Regions from separate parts of the Sus scrofa genome. Here region 2 is linked to region 1. Evidence: chromatin contacts called from public HiChIP or PLAC-seq data. All regions are on one chromosome and are shown on one strand. The core of a region is the stretch at or near the end of the contact, and the rest is flanking DNA. Distances in the headings are between cores, read along the strand shown. Region 1 holds the start of CLDND1 (claudin domain containing 1). Region 2 holds the start of ARL6 (ADP-ribosylation factor-like protein 6).

Region 1 (6,757 bases), core at 1,850-4,349:
ATAATATTTTAGAGCTTTAAGTGACATTAGTGGTCATCCAGTAAGTCACTTTACTAATGAGGACACTGGGGCCCAGAAAGTTGTAATTTACTGAAGATCCACATTGATGATTTTGAAATCAAGGACAATTTAAATTTAAATTTCTCATCTACATATGGTCCATTCTCTGTCCTTCAGAAGCATGGACATCCACTGCAGCTCTGTGTAATGTTTGACAGGAATTACTGAAAGGAAAGAGCCATTTTAGATGAACTTTTCTATTTGCTTTGTCCTTGATTAATTTAGCCATTGTTCTACAAGAAATTGTTACAAGGAAATTCAAAGAATGATACGATTTTTTAAGGATAGCTGGTGACTGGAACCCAGAACATGCATCTATTTCTACTTTCACCCTTTCTGCATGCCAAAGTTCATAAGGAAAACAACCAGGATAAAATTATATGAGAAAAAGATAATGGGGATATATATTGCTTAATATAATTTTTAATTCCTTAAAAAGTACAATTAAAAATAATATTTAACTATCTTAGGGAGTCTGGTATTGAAGGGAATGCTCGCATAAAGAGTTTTGTAAGCATACAATATAAACAAGTTATAATAAATGCATATCTATATTTTTAGTTTATTGGGTTTATTTACAGTGCAGTGTAATTACAACACCTTCTTGCTGAAACTAGGATGATCTTTAATCAAACTAAGCCAGAGGTCTAATTCAACTTTGCTTTTAAATCTGAATTTAATGGACTTTACCTTGTTGCACTAAATAATCTTCAATATTTATGAAAATATGTCAGGCCAGCTACTCTTTTCCAAACAGTGCAGTAAGAAATGGCAATAGAAATTTAATTAATTTATTAAGGACTTATTTTGCCTATCTACGCAATGAGCAAGCACAAATACAAGACAGAAACCCCCAAGACGTAGAGATAAATAAGAAATACAGTGTTTGGTGGTAGTGGGCGTCGCGAGGTGGTTCAAGTGCCCTGTGCTGAATGGGAAGGATGGTCACAACTTCAAACATACAGACACTCCCAGGGCTATACTACATGGGTGACCGAAATGTGTCTTGTATTTTTCAGGCATTCTGCAGACTTGATGGATAAAAGCATCACCCTCCTTTGCAGGTCTTGCCAGAAACATCAGCCTCCTGAATTATGAAGACACATGTAAGCTATGAGCAGAGCTAACAAAAGATGCCTGGAATCTGGTCCTGGCAAGTCTTTCCTAGTCATCAGGCATTTAGTCCAGAGATTCATTAAGTCTCCTGAAGTGAGCAGGGACCCTTACCTCCAATAGCAGCTTATTCCTAGCTTCCAGGAAGAATTAAGAGCTTTGAAAGGGCGTTGTTTTTTCTTTTTTTTTTTTAAAGACCATACTCAAAGATTACAGGTCTTGAACAAAATATTTACAAATAATAATTTAACAATTGTTTACTATGCCCCAGGGCCTGTGATGGGTATTATACATATTTTCTCATTTAATCCTCACAATGATCATGTGGTATAGGTACTATTGTCAACCTCATATTTTGGAGAAAAGAAAACAGATTTAAAGAAGTTAAATAAATTGTCTAATGTCACCTCAATATTCAAGCTTGAAGTGTTATTCCCTGGTCTCAATTCTCTTGTCCATGAACTGAGGTGGTGTCTTCCTCTTCCTTTTCTAAACTTCTCTTTAACCTGGATGTATTGTAACTTCACTAGAGATATAGTTCTGAAGGTAGGGAATTTCTAGAGAAGGTCAATGTATATAGCCATTTCCTTGTGAATAAATGCATGGAGGGGCTCTAAATGCAAATTAACAATTTACTGTGCACTGCTACCATTTTCTCTGGTTGGTTCCTCTGACAATTCTCCTCTGGCAAGGTATTCTACATGAAAATCCAGTCATATTTGAATATTATATTCTATTACCTTATTTTACTTATGTGTTAGATATGAATAGCAGTTCAACTTAGGCAAAAGAAATATAGCTAAAGATAGAGAAACAGATAGCTATGTCTTCAGTCTGTCAGGGTGGTAGAAATTTAGTATCAGCCTGGGGCTCCCACCTTTCTCCTGTTCTGTAGCTAAATTTGAAGGCATTTGAGGGGTGAAGTAGGGTTTGACAGCACCTCTGGTCCTTGAGTTGGCCGTCTCTGTAGGTACCTGTTGAGAAACCTATCATTGCTGGTCTCATGCCACATTCATGGGTCTATACACATCACTACAGAGATGTCCCTGCTTTCTGTCTGTGAATTTATATGCAATACTTGAAGGCTCATTTTGTTTTCTCTGAGCCATAAAGTCATTTGCAGTCTCTCAGGTTGTGCATGATTCTTTCTGCTTAAGGCAATGTTCTCAAAAATTCAGTCTTTTTCATACTATATAAACAATTTTTTATTCACTTTTTTTGACATATCTGGGACTCTCAGCATTAACTTAATGTTTTTCTTTAACTAACTGTAATTAATTTTAAAAGGGTGCTTTACTACAATAGAAAATATCACTTGCCATAAAGAGAAAGCAGCCAACAAACAAAAATTGTATGAAACCCAAAGGATGCCATTACATGCTAGTTGGATACTGTCTGTCAGATTACATCCTTCTTAGTCTAAACTTAAGCAATAAAATCAGAAAGACTATCTGGTGCAATGAGAGCGAGGTTGTGAGAGAGTAAGTCAATGGGTTATCATCTCGAAAGTATAATCTCATTGCTGTTCACAAGTAGGGTAGTGGTGAGGAAAACACAAGATTGGAAAATCCGACTCATAAAGTCACAACTAATGAGTATCAGTGACCAGGCAGGTCGCCTTACTTGGTGGACGTTCGTTCCTTCCTCAGTAAAAAATAAGAATCCAACAGCCCAGACCTCCCTTTCGCGTACCGACTGCCCCTCCGGAGCCGAACTACACCTCCCACAACTCGCCGCGCGCGGCGCCGGGAATGCCGTCCGCTGCCTCTCGCTGCTTTTCCTCTGTCCCTCCTACAACTCCCACAAGCCCCCTCGGCTCTGTGGCCAGGCCCAGCCCGGGGTGGAGGCGGAGGCGGAGGCGCGGGAGTTATGGAGGGGGCGGGCTCTGCAGGGAAGTGCGTCAGAAGAGGCGTGGGGAGAGTAGGGTTCTGTGGTTTGAGCTTGAGGGTGAAGCTGGCGGAGCAGGAGGATGGGCGGTGAGTGAGCGGGGCCGGCGTCGCTCGGCAGGGGTCGCGTAGCTGTTGGACGTTTCCAGCCGTTTGAAAAGGGGCCCCCTACCCGGGCGCGGCCGGGGTGTGCGGGTTCTGAGCGGGGGGCTGTTGCGGGGCTTTTCCCTCGGCCGAGCGGTCTGGGGAAGGGCCTGCCCCGGTCACTGAGGCCCCTGGCTGGACCGCGCAGGGCTGCCCGGCCGTAGCTCTGGCTAGTCTCGACCCCCCGCCCGGCCACGAGGTGCGTCCCGCGAGGTGACAGCGCTAGGCGTCCGGCCTGGGCGAACTGCCGCTCCGGTGCCCGGGACCTTTTAAGGTCATTTGAGAGCACAAGGATGAAAAAGGATTAAAAAAGAATAAAAATACAAACCCAACCTCTGGAGTTAAAGTTAATTATTGTAATTGCTCTGGTCTCTCCTGAGTCACTTGCCATTTTCCAAACTCAGCAGCCCCAGTTTGCGAGCCTGTTTTCGTACTCCTTTTAAAGGTGTTTGGTGCGGTCATGGTATATACTTGCAGTATTTGACTCAGCTTGATCCGGCTTGAGTCATTTTACTGCGGCCATTTACTACTGCCGTTGAGCCCTGTCCACGCCTTTGGAGTGCTTGTATTTTGCCCGATTCTGGGTTTTCTTTCTGGCTGAGGAGGAATCATTTAGTTTGCAGATGAGGAGGTTCAAAAGTATAAAGAATGAGGACGGTCGATAGGAGTGAAGACTTAGGCAGCGTTAAGGAGCTTGGTTTAGCTTTAATGGATTAGGGGCAGATTGATATCTAGCATTATTATATATTATTATTCTCTTTTCTATTTCTTGCGCCTGAAACAACCTTCTCTCTGGTTTAACAAGCGTTTTCAACTGTCTTCTGAATAGCTCTCTACTCTTAACCTTGTTTTGGAAGGTTTCCCTAATCAGAGGAAACTGGGAGGAGCCGATTTCCTCTGCTTCCTTTTCTGTTGGCGGACTTGCGTACAGAGAGATGGGACCGAGGCTTATTGCCAGGAAGCAGTGTTTATTTGTGCCTGCACCGGCTCAGGATTCATATCCATCGGCTGAGCCGAGAGCGCAGGGGGGCGTAGCTTTATATACCCTTCATTAGTTGCCCCTTTACATTTTAGCCCCTTTGTCTTCCTTATGGGGTAACATACATTTGATTAGATGGTCTATGCTACAGAGTTACGCATGCGCACACAGATGCTGATGATTCCACGTTGCCTTCCCTTTGTTCTGGGGGGGCCCTAACCACATTTCCTCTGCCCTTTTCACACCCAGACTCAGAACAGTTAATGCTCTGCAGTCTTTCCTTAACCATTTATGCTAGGTACATTGCTGACTCTGGGCATGTCTGTTGTTTGTATCTGTAATGTGTATGTCCATTTCAGTGTTGTCTGTTTTAGTGTGCAGGTGATAGACTAGAGAACAAGACCTCTGTCTCCGTAGCATCCTGGGTATGTGAGCATTCAATAAGTACTTTCATGATAATGAGTTTTGTTTTGAACTTAAGAACATGCTTGCTTCTTCCTCTTTTTTTTTTTTTTTAAATTCATTGATGATTATACATTACTTTAAACAGCTTTGGGATGGGAAATAGGGTAAAGGGTGATTTTGAAATAATTCCTTTCAAAACCTGTATTTGTTCTTGAAGTCTAACTTTTCTTTCTTCCACTTGTAAACAGAGCAGTCTGAATGCCAGAATGGATAACCGTTTTGCCACAGCATTTGTAATCGCTTGTGTACTTAGCCTCATTTCAACCATCTACATGGCAGCCTCAATTGGCACAGACTTCTGGTATGAGTATCGAAGTCCAGTTCAAGAAAATTCCAGCGATTTGAACAAAAGCATCTGGAACGACTTTGCTAGTGATGAGGCAGATGAAAAGACTTATAATGATGCACTTTTTCGATACAATGGCACAGTGGGATTGTGGAGACGGTGTATCACTATACCCCAAAACACATACTGGTATAACCCACCAGGTATAGAAAGGCCAGGTATTTCTCTTATTTTCATCTTTGTCCCCTTTACTTATTCAGTAATAGAGAAAGTGATGTGATGATGGTCTCAGTTGTGTTTAAGCAGGTTTGTGTGTTCTCCCCCACCCCCCAAAAAATAAGTCTTATGTGTCTCTTCTTGTCACCTTCTCTCCCCAACTTCCATGAATTACCATAGTACTCATTAGTATTGGCTGGATGAGTAACTGTTCTTATCTTGGGAAAACCATTTTAAGTTTTGTACTTATTTACCCACTCATTAAAATCTTTTTATTCTCCCATGTCTTGAGAAAATAATTGGAAAAGTACATTGGGAGATTTTAAATACTTGGTAAGTGGTAAAAGGACTAGTATTCAAATAACACATTAATTGATAATCCTTTTATATGTAGTTGTGTTTTAGTAGATACTAACATTTGCCTACTAAATCTTAGAGGATCTCATTTGACCAACTCTGTGTCTAAATCTGCATATTTGAGACTGTTTTACAATAATCTTGATAAAAATATAGGTTAAAAATATGTATTACAGAAGTCAAAAAAATTTAAGAAACTGCCTCTCAGGTTTATTTTGTAATAAGCATTCTTAACAGTTAAATTTTTTAATTTCCAGTTACTAATATGGAAGCTTTAGAGCTCTTTGTAAGGGGTAGCTTTATAGTTTTTTTTTTTTCTATTTTTGATTACTTTTATTGACCTCTTGGTAGGAAGCACTGTATTCAAATCGCAGCACAACAGGCTTGAGTTACTATACCTCAGAAGGTTGATAGTTGTGATTTTATATGGAAGAAAGGAAGTAGTTTGGAAAGAGGTGAAAACTGGTTAAATTTTATTTAAAATGTTCAATTCTATTTGTGAGAGCATAGGAGCACTTGATATTTGAGTCTTAGCAATTATTTATCATTTAGTCAACAGATATTTGTTGTATACTTTCATGTTCCAGGGCCTAGGAGCTTGAAGTTCATAAGGGAGAGAAAAAAAAAAATCCCTACTCCTGGGAGCTAACATTCTAATAAGGGCTGACAGGCGATAAACAGAATAAATAATTATGTAGTAGAAGATAACATGTACTATGAAAAACAGCAAAATAAAGATGATTTGGAAATACATAAGGAAGGGGGCCTTGGTAGGCATTAGTTACATTATTCACTAGGCAGAATAGGCTTTAAGAAGATACCACTTGAGTAAGGATAATATAGGTAAGGGAGTTGACCATATGGGTCACTGTGGAGGTGGTGAGAATCATTTGGGTGGAAGGAACAACTACTGCAAAGGCCCTGTGGTGGGAGCATGCCTGAAATATTTACAAACTAGCAAAGAATTCCTTGGGCTGAAACAGAGTGGGGTACACTATCAGAGACTATCAGAGGCGTATTCTGATAGTGGAAGTGAGGCAAGTTGTGTGGGATTCTCTAGGCATGATGAGGACTTTAATTTTTACTCTGAGTGAGTTGGAGCCATTGGAAGGGTTTGTGCAGAGGGAAGATAATCTGGTCATCTAGACGGATGTGTTGGAAACAGACAGGTGACTGGCAAAGACAGAAGCAAGGAGACTTAGGAGGCTGTTTTACCAGTTCAGATGAGAGATGATTAAGACTCAGATGGGG
Region 2 (6,757 bases), core at 2,878-5,377, 2.2 Mb after region 1:
TAGCTTTGCATTTAGTAAACAGAGTTTAAGCTGATTACCAGAAAGGAGTCTTAACTGAAATGCAGATTGGTAGCTAATAACACCTAGCAACACAGAATAATGCCCTTGAAATAACTGTAGATTTCTCATTGTAGCTTAAATGACTCAAAAAGAAAATTAGGTTAAATTCATGTGGAATTTGAATTTAAATTCATGTTAGTATCATGTGGAGTATGCCATTTGTGATATTTGAGAGTATCTGCAGCCTTTTCTGGAAATCTGAAAAAATGTATGGGCAATGGTGCTCAGGTAGAGCATGATATGCTGAGGCTTGGAAAGTAGAAGATCAGATAACAGAGAACAGTGAGATCTTAATTTTTCCTTAGTCTTACATATATCTTTGTAAGTCATCACAAATCCATCTGGGAAGAAGGTTATATATAAAAAATACACATACTTTTTTTTTTTTTTTTTGGCTTTTTTGCTTTTTAGGGCCACACATGTGGCATATGGAAGTTCCCAGTCTAGGGGTCGAATTGGAGCTGCAGTTGTCGGCCTACACCACAGCTACAGTAACACAGGATCCAAGCCTTATCTGTGATCTACACCACAGCTCACCGCAATGCCGGATACTGAGCAAGGCCAGGAATTGAACCCCCATCCTAGTGGTTACTAGTCAGGTTCATTATCTCTGAGCAACAATGGGAACTCCCCCCACCCCCACAAACACAATTTTATTGCTCCTCAATAAATATCTGTTTCTTTGAAAAAAAACTTATCTGAAATATCCTGTTAAGTATAATTTTAAAAGAACTTTTACTAGCATACTAGTAAAGAGGACAAATGTAAATACCAATCTTACATTTTAATCTCATTTTCTTAAATACTATAAGAGTTTCTTTGTTAACCTGTCTCTGAAGTGTTAACTCGTTTATCAGTTATTTCTTTGGGAAAAAAAATTCTTCCAATGCACCTTCAAAAAAATTCCATCAGTAATCCAAATATGTAAGTATTTTGATGTCAAATAAAACTGCTAATGACTTATTGTTGACTATGTGATAACTTTATGGCTATTCATATCCTTTACGATGCTATTAGATTTATACTTCGGGTCTCCAAAAGAAATTTTCCAAAGGTGCTTCCTTTGGGTCCATCACCATGCCTCACCCCCAAAAATATTTGTATGTTGTGGGAGAAAAGAGATCCCTTTTGCCAACCCTCATTTGTTGCAGGGACCGCTAAAGGAGTAACTACAGTACACCTGTATTCCAAACATTTCCTATTACTCCCCAAACCATCATTTTCAAACTTCTCTAAATATTAAATCTCATTTAATTGATTTATTCTCATCTTCATCTAAGGTTCCAGAAGATGATCATCTTACAACTTCTTCAATATTTTTTATTTTTTTATCTTTTTAGGGCCACACCCACGGCATATGGAAGTTCCCAGGCTAGGGGTCCGTAAACAGAGCTGTAGCCGCCGGCCTACACCACAGCCACAGCAACACCAGATCTGAGCCACATCCGTGACCTACACCACACACCACAGCAATGCCGGATCCTTAACCCACTGAGCAAGGCCAGGGATCGAACCTGCGTCCTCGTGGATACTAGTTGGGTTCGTTAACTCTGAGCCACGATGGGAGCTCCATCCTTCAGTATTTTTTATTCCATAGCAACCAGGCAAGACTATCTTGAAGGATACAAAGATGCAGCAACTTAACAAATAAGAAGCATCCAAGACAACTGCATCTGAAAGAAGGCAGCATCATCATTTTTGCTTAGGTCTCTTCAGAGATAATTACGCATAGAAATTTCAAAACTGAATTCCAGTGATATGCATAAGAAAGAAGGTGCAGAGCCCCACCCAAGCATGGGGCCATAGTTGCCCTACCCAAGGGATGGGTTTGATTTCAGGTACTCTATTTGTGTCCCTCAATTGACTTTTCTCCTTGTGTTGAAGATTCAAATCTCATTAAATCCATTTTTTTTGAATCTCGGCTTAAGGATAGGCATTTGTAGAATCTAGTTTAAATTCGCCTTCTGATATCATGCTATCATTCACAGAGGTCATTTTAATTCAAAGTAAACTTGTTATTACTTAGTTATTAATTGTATTAAGCATACTGACATAGGCTTATATATCGTTTTCCAATTTTCATACAATTTTGAACAGATTTTAGAAAATACAACCACTTTTTATATTATTCCCCTCTTGGAATCTACTACAAATCTACCATCCAAAGATTGACACTGAATATTTGTTTTTTCAAGAACTTTGGATTGTGATTTTCCATCCCCTTTCCATGGATTATCCAAAACCTGATGCTTGTTACTGAAATACTTTGGGACATACAATTTAAAAGAGAAGCCAGTTGTTCTAAAAGATATAATTACAATTAAGGAAGTTACTTTATAAACAACTATCATAATAGCCTTATATATGCTTCTATTTCTTAGTAATTATACATTTTTATAAACTTACTTTTTACATGCATAAAAGAAGGAAATAAAAAACAACGGTTTAAGTCACTCAACATTCATTTACCATGTCCTAAGTGCATAGGAGGAGATACAACTCAAGTTTCATGTAGCTCCCTATTCCTACAACCAAGGATTCTCAACCCTGGCTGCACAGTGGAATCAGCTAATTGGATTAGTATTTCTGAAGATGTTATCAGGGCATCTGTATTTAAAAAAGCTACACAGTGTAGCTATACAGTCACTATTGAGAACTTTTAGAATAAAGTATAAACTTTCACGCATAGCTTTTAAAGCTGTTCACATTTTGACTCCAATCTATCTTTCCAGTTTATCTTGTTTTCCTCTTTCCGCACACCAGCCAAATTCTCTTGGCTGTTATCTGAGAAAACAACTTTCTAAATGATTTGTTTTAATTGTTGCCAGAAAAGTCCTCAATAATCAGGATGTTATCCACAGTTAAGAGGTCGGAAGGCACGCTACAGAGAGAGAGGTCGAGCAAAGAAAACACCCCCAATGGTATTTTGTAAACTTTAAAAATGTTTCTAGAGTGAATTATAGCACTCTAACTACTCCAAACAAACGTTTTTATTCAGTTTTCAGTTTTTGATGGAATTTCAATTACTCCACACACCAAATAAAAAGGCCCATCTGATCAAAAAAAATTCACCCAAAGCAATTCAATGAGTTTTCTGGGGGCCCTAGCCCACTTCTTTTTTTACTTCTCACACATTAGAAACAACTACACGGAGTGAAAAACATGGGAAAAAGCAATTCTAAAATTGGCGGCTGGGACTGTGGGTTGGCACTGCACACAACTGGCGGGGACGGGTGGGAGATACCTGGTCTTGGAGGTTAGTTCTGCAGGCCCCGGAGCCGCAGAAGAACAGGAATGGACGCACACGCTCGTATCCGTCTCTGGGATGGAAATTCGGTGCGGACGTCCCTCAGCCCTCCTCTCTAAGCCTCCATAGGAAGAAGGATCACTCGTCTTGAGGAAAGCCGCCTCCACAAGTTGGGTGAAGAGGTTGCTGCTGCTACAATCCAAACATCAGTGGCTGGGCAGGCGCTTGGGTGCGCGACGTTCCCCTGGCAACGGAAGGTTCTTCCGGTCCGGAGCCACGCCTCCTCAGAGGTTTTAGCGCGTCAAGCCGCCTTGCTCTGATTGTGGGATTGAAAAGCTCCCCAAGATGCTTGAGGCACAGCGAGAAGTATTAAAGAAACGTGAGCAGGGTGACGGGGTAAACTGCCGGCTTCCAGCAAATAGCCGTGCAATCCCTCATGGAGCATGATGGGAGTTGTAGGCGCGCGCACAGCCTGCTGGGAAGTGTTTGGCGTGAAATTTTGCTGCGGGGCGTTTCTCGCCGCCTGGGTTTCCCTGCCTTCTAGGGCCTGCACACAGAGACCTGCGCTCACTGTGGCGCCTCGAGCACTGAGAAGCCTGAGTCGACGTCGGGCACGTGCTCGGCATTGTGGCAACCACTGCAGGACCCGACTGCGCGCTCCAGGGCGACCTGTGCGCACGGGCTGCCTGGTTGTGCGTCGCGTCTGCCTTCCAGGCTCTAAGACCTCAGGCTGGAGCCCTTCAGAAGCAAAACCGTTAATGTTGGTAGGGAGAGGAGGTAAACTCAGGCATTATTCGGCAGAGGAAGTATGCCTGTAACCAGGCTTCTTAGCCGTCTGATCTCCTGAAGAGATTTCCTCGGGGCATAATCTTCCTTGATTAGATTGCAGTCCCCAGAATCCAATTGGCGGGTGGTCAGGAGAGGAATCAACTCTGAATGCTTCAAGTTAGCAACTTTCTTAAATTGTTCCGGGGTTTTACAGTATTGGTAAACGATTATTTACTTTGTTAGCTATGAGTGTGAGATTATATCCCCCCTCCAACTACCCAGGTGTTGTGTTTACTACCCTACCCATTGGGTCTGTTAATTGTTATGGCCTATTAAATGGATTGGGAAAGCTGAAAAAAAAAAAGAGACTAGAAGGAATTATATAAAAGTAATCATGGGGGGAAATTTGCATGATCATGGGGTGCTTTTTCTTTTATTCTTCAAACTTGAAGATGTAGGTTCTTTTATTTTTTTTATTTATTTTTCTTCTTTGGCCGCCCCAGAGCATATATAGTTCCCAGGCCAGGTTAAGATCCCAGCCACAGTTGGCGCCTAAACCACATGTTCAGCAACACTGGATCCCTAATCTGTGCCAGGCCAGGGATGGAACCTGCGTCCCAGTGCTCCCAAGACGCGGATAACTTTGTGCCACAGTGGGAACTTCTGGGTTCTTTTATTTATATAACGAAAAAAAAAAGAAGCTTTAAAATGGTATTTAATTTTATGAGGGTTACTTAAGTTACAAGGAAAGATATAAGGAAAGTTTCAAGTACTTTATTACCAGTTTAAATTTCATATTCTCATTTGAAACTGTAGTAGAAGAATTATAAAGAGAGAAGAGAGATATGATGAATACAGCACTATTCTGATTAATTCAGGATACTTTTAATTATTTTCTTACCAGCAACTTTTAAAAAAATATAGAAAATCCATGATTTGTAATTGATTGGAAGTTTTTGGAGTGCATGTTGATAGTCAAAAGCTATTTGAACAGTTGTACATTATGTGTATTTTTTTGGTCATCTGCAATTTGTGCACAATATTACCTTATTCAGTGAACAAGTGAATTTACTTTAATCTTAAAAAATATTTTGATGATGTAAAAATCGCTACAAAAATATATACTAATTATTTATATTTATGTGAATTTATGCCTCAACCCTAATGATACTAGTTTGAAAAATTACAGCTGTGAGGTTTTTTATTTCTTTTTAAGGTGGCACCTATGGCATATGAAGTTCCTGGGCTAGGAATCGAATTGGAACTGTTGTTGCAGGCCTGTGCCATAGCCATGGCAACACTGGATCCAAGCCGCATCTGTGACCTGGCCACATGTGACCCTTAACCCACACCCTCACAGAGACAATGTTGGATCATTAACCCGCTGAGCCACAGTGGGAACTGCATACAGCTATGATTTTGTCTCCAGAATTACTAATATATCCAAAGAGCATCTAGGTTTAATAGATTAAAATAAATTATGTTAAATATAATCAATACAAGTACAAAAAAGTCACAAATTCAACCACCAGAACTTTAACTTTTATTTGCTAATAATATTTTAATAAACGGGCCTACTCCTCTGTAAGACCCTGATAATGCTTCTTAGGAAATCATAGAAAAATAAAATACAATAATTAGTAATTTGTACTTTGTACAAAAATCTTATTATGTTGCTCAGCAGGTAGTTTTGCTAAACACCATATTCTTTAGCAAATAGATAGATGACATATGTAATGCAATTCACCACAAAGAATCCCTCATTGAGAGCTGAGCATTCTATAACACTATTAACTTGTAAGCATGCCAGCACATGAAAATTTACATGGAACATCATAATTTTACAGTAGATTTTTATAAAATGAAAACAATACCACCTTTAGTTAAGTTTATGCTACTTCACTGTCATAGTAAAGTAGATAATAGGTAGGATTGCAGTCTTATTGTTAACACCCTTTTACTGTGTTTTTTTTCTACTGTGTTGTGATACAACCAGAAAAGAACATAAGCCGTGTAGGAACCTGAGTGGAAGGCATATGCTGAAGCTCTAAATAGTGATGTAATACCAAAGAGAAAAAAGTAATACAGTGCTGCACTTCCTTATTCTCACAAACAGATCTTTCCCCCTTTTTGCAAGAGTAGATGGGTACAGTGCTAAATCCATAAATAATGATAAATAACTGACAGGTTACAAAGACATATATTAATAGAAGGAAAAATGTTTTCAGCTGCAGTTTTTCATTAGTCAAATATTGCTCTATGGTGGATTACATATCTCATCCTAGACAGATGTTTTCTAGGTATTTAAATGTACTATTTAACATTTAATAAATAAACTTTTAAGGATTTTTGCTACAAAGATTTTTATAACTATTTTTAAATTTTGAACACACTGTAACTGTCAAATCTACCATTTAATGACATGGCCATTTATGTATTAAGTGATTAATCAAACACATATTTATACATATGCATGTATCTTTATATTTTTGGCTATGCTCAAACAGCAAAAAATGGAGAGCATCTTGTTCCATTATTCAAAATCTAATTTTACATCAAATCCAAAGAATATTTTTTATGCACCTGTAAATTCCAACACACCAAATTACATACAGCCTGTCCAGAAATAAAGCTCTGAACACAATTAAAATATCACATCCTTCCTATAGAATGGGGAAGGCA

Evidence for each region. HiChIP or PLAC-seq counts read pairs in DNA pulled down with a chosen protein or histone mark.
Region 2: an H3K27ac HiChIP or PLAC-seq map of skeletal muscle shows a contact between it and region 1, with 10 times the contacts expected there. The contact joins the promoter of ARL6 here to the promoter of CLDND1 in region 1. A contact is called at or near these places in 1 of 5 promoter capture datasets (liver) and 1 of 2 datasets of contacts at active chromatin or transcription factors (skeletal muscle).

What each region holds. Positions count from the first base shown.
Region 1 is chr13:160,394,425-160,401,181 of Sscrofa11.1, forward strand. CLDND1 (claudin domain containing 1) reads left to right here and starts at 3,100. Exons shown (of 5, transcript NM_001243498.1): 1 at 3,100-3,149; 2 at 4,836-5,136. The coding sequence starts at 4,854.
Region 2 is chr13:162,552,548-162,559,304 of Sscrofa11.1, forward strand. ARL6 (ADP-ribosylation factor-like protein 6) reads right to left here and starts at 4,128. Exons shown (of 9, transcript XM_021070700.1): 1 at 3,305-4,128; 2 at 1,575-1,733.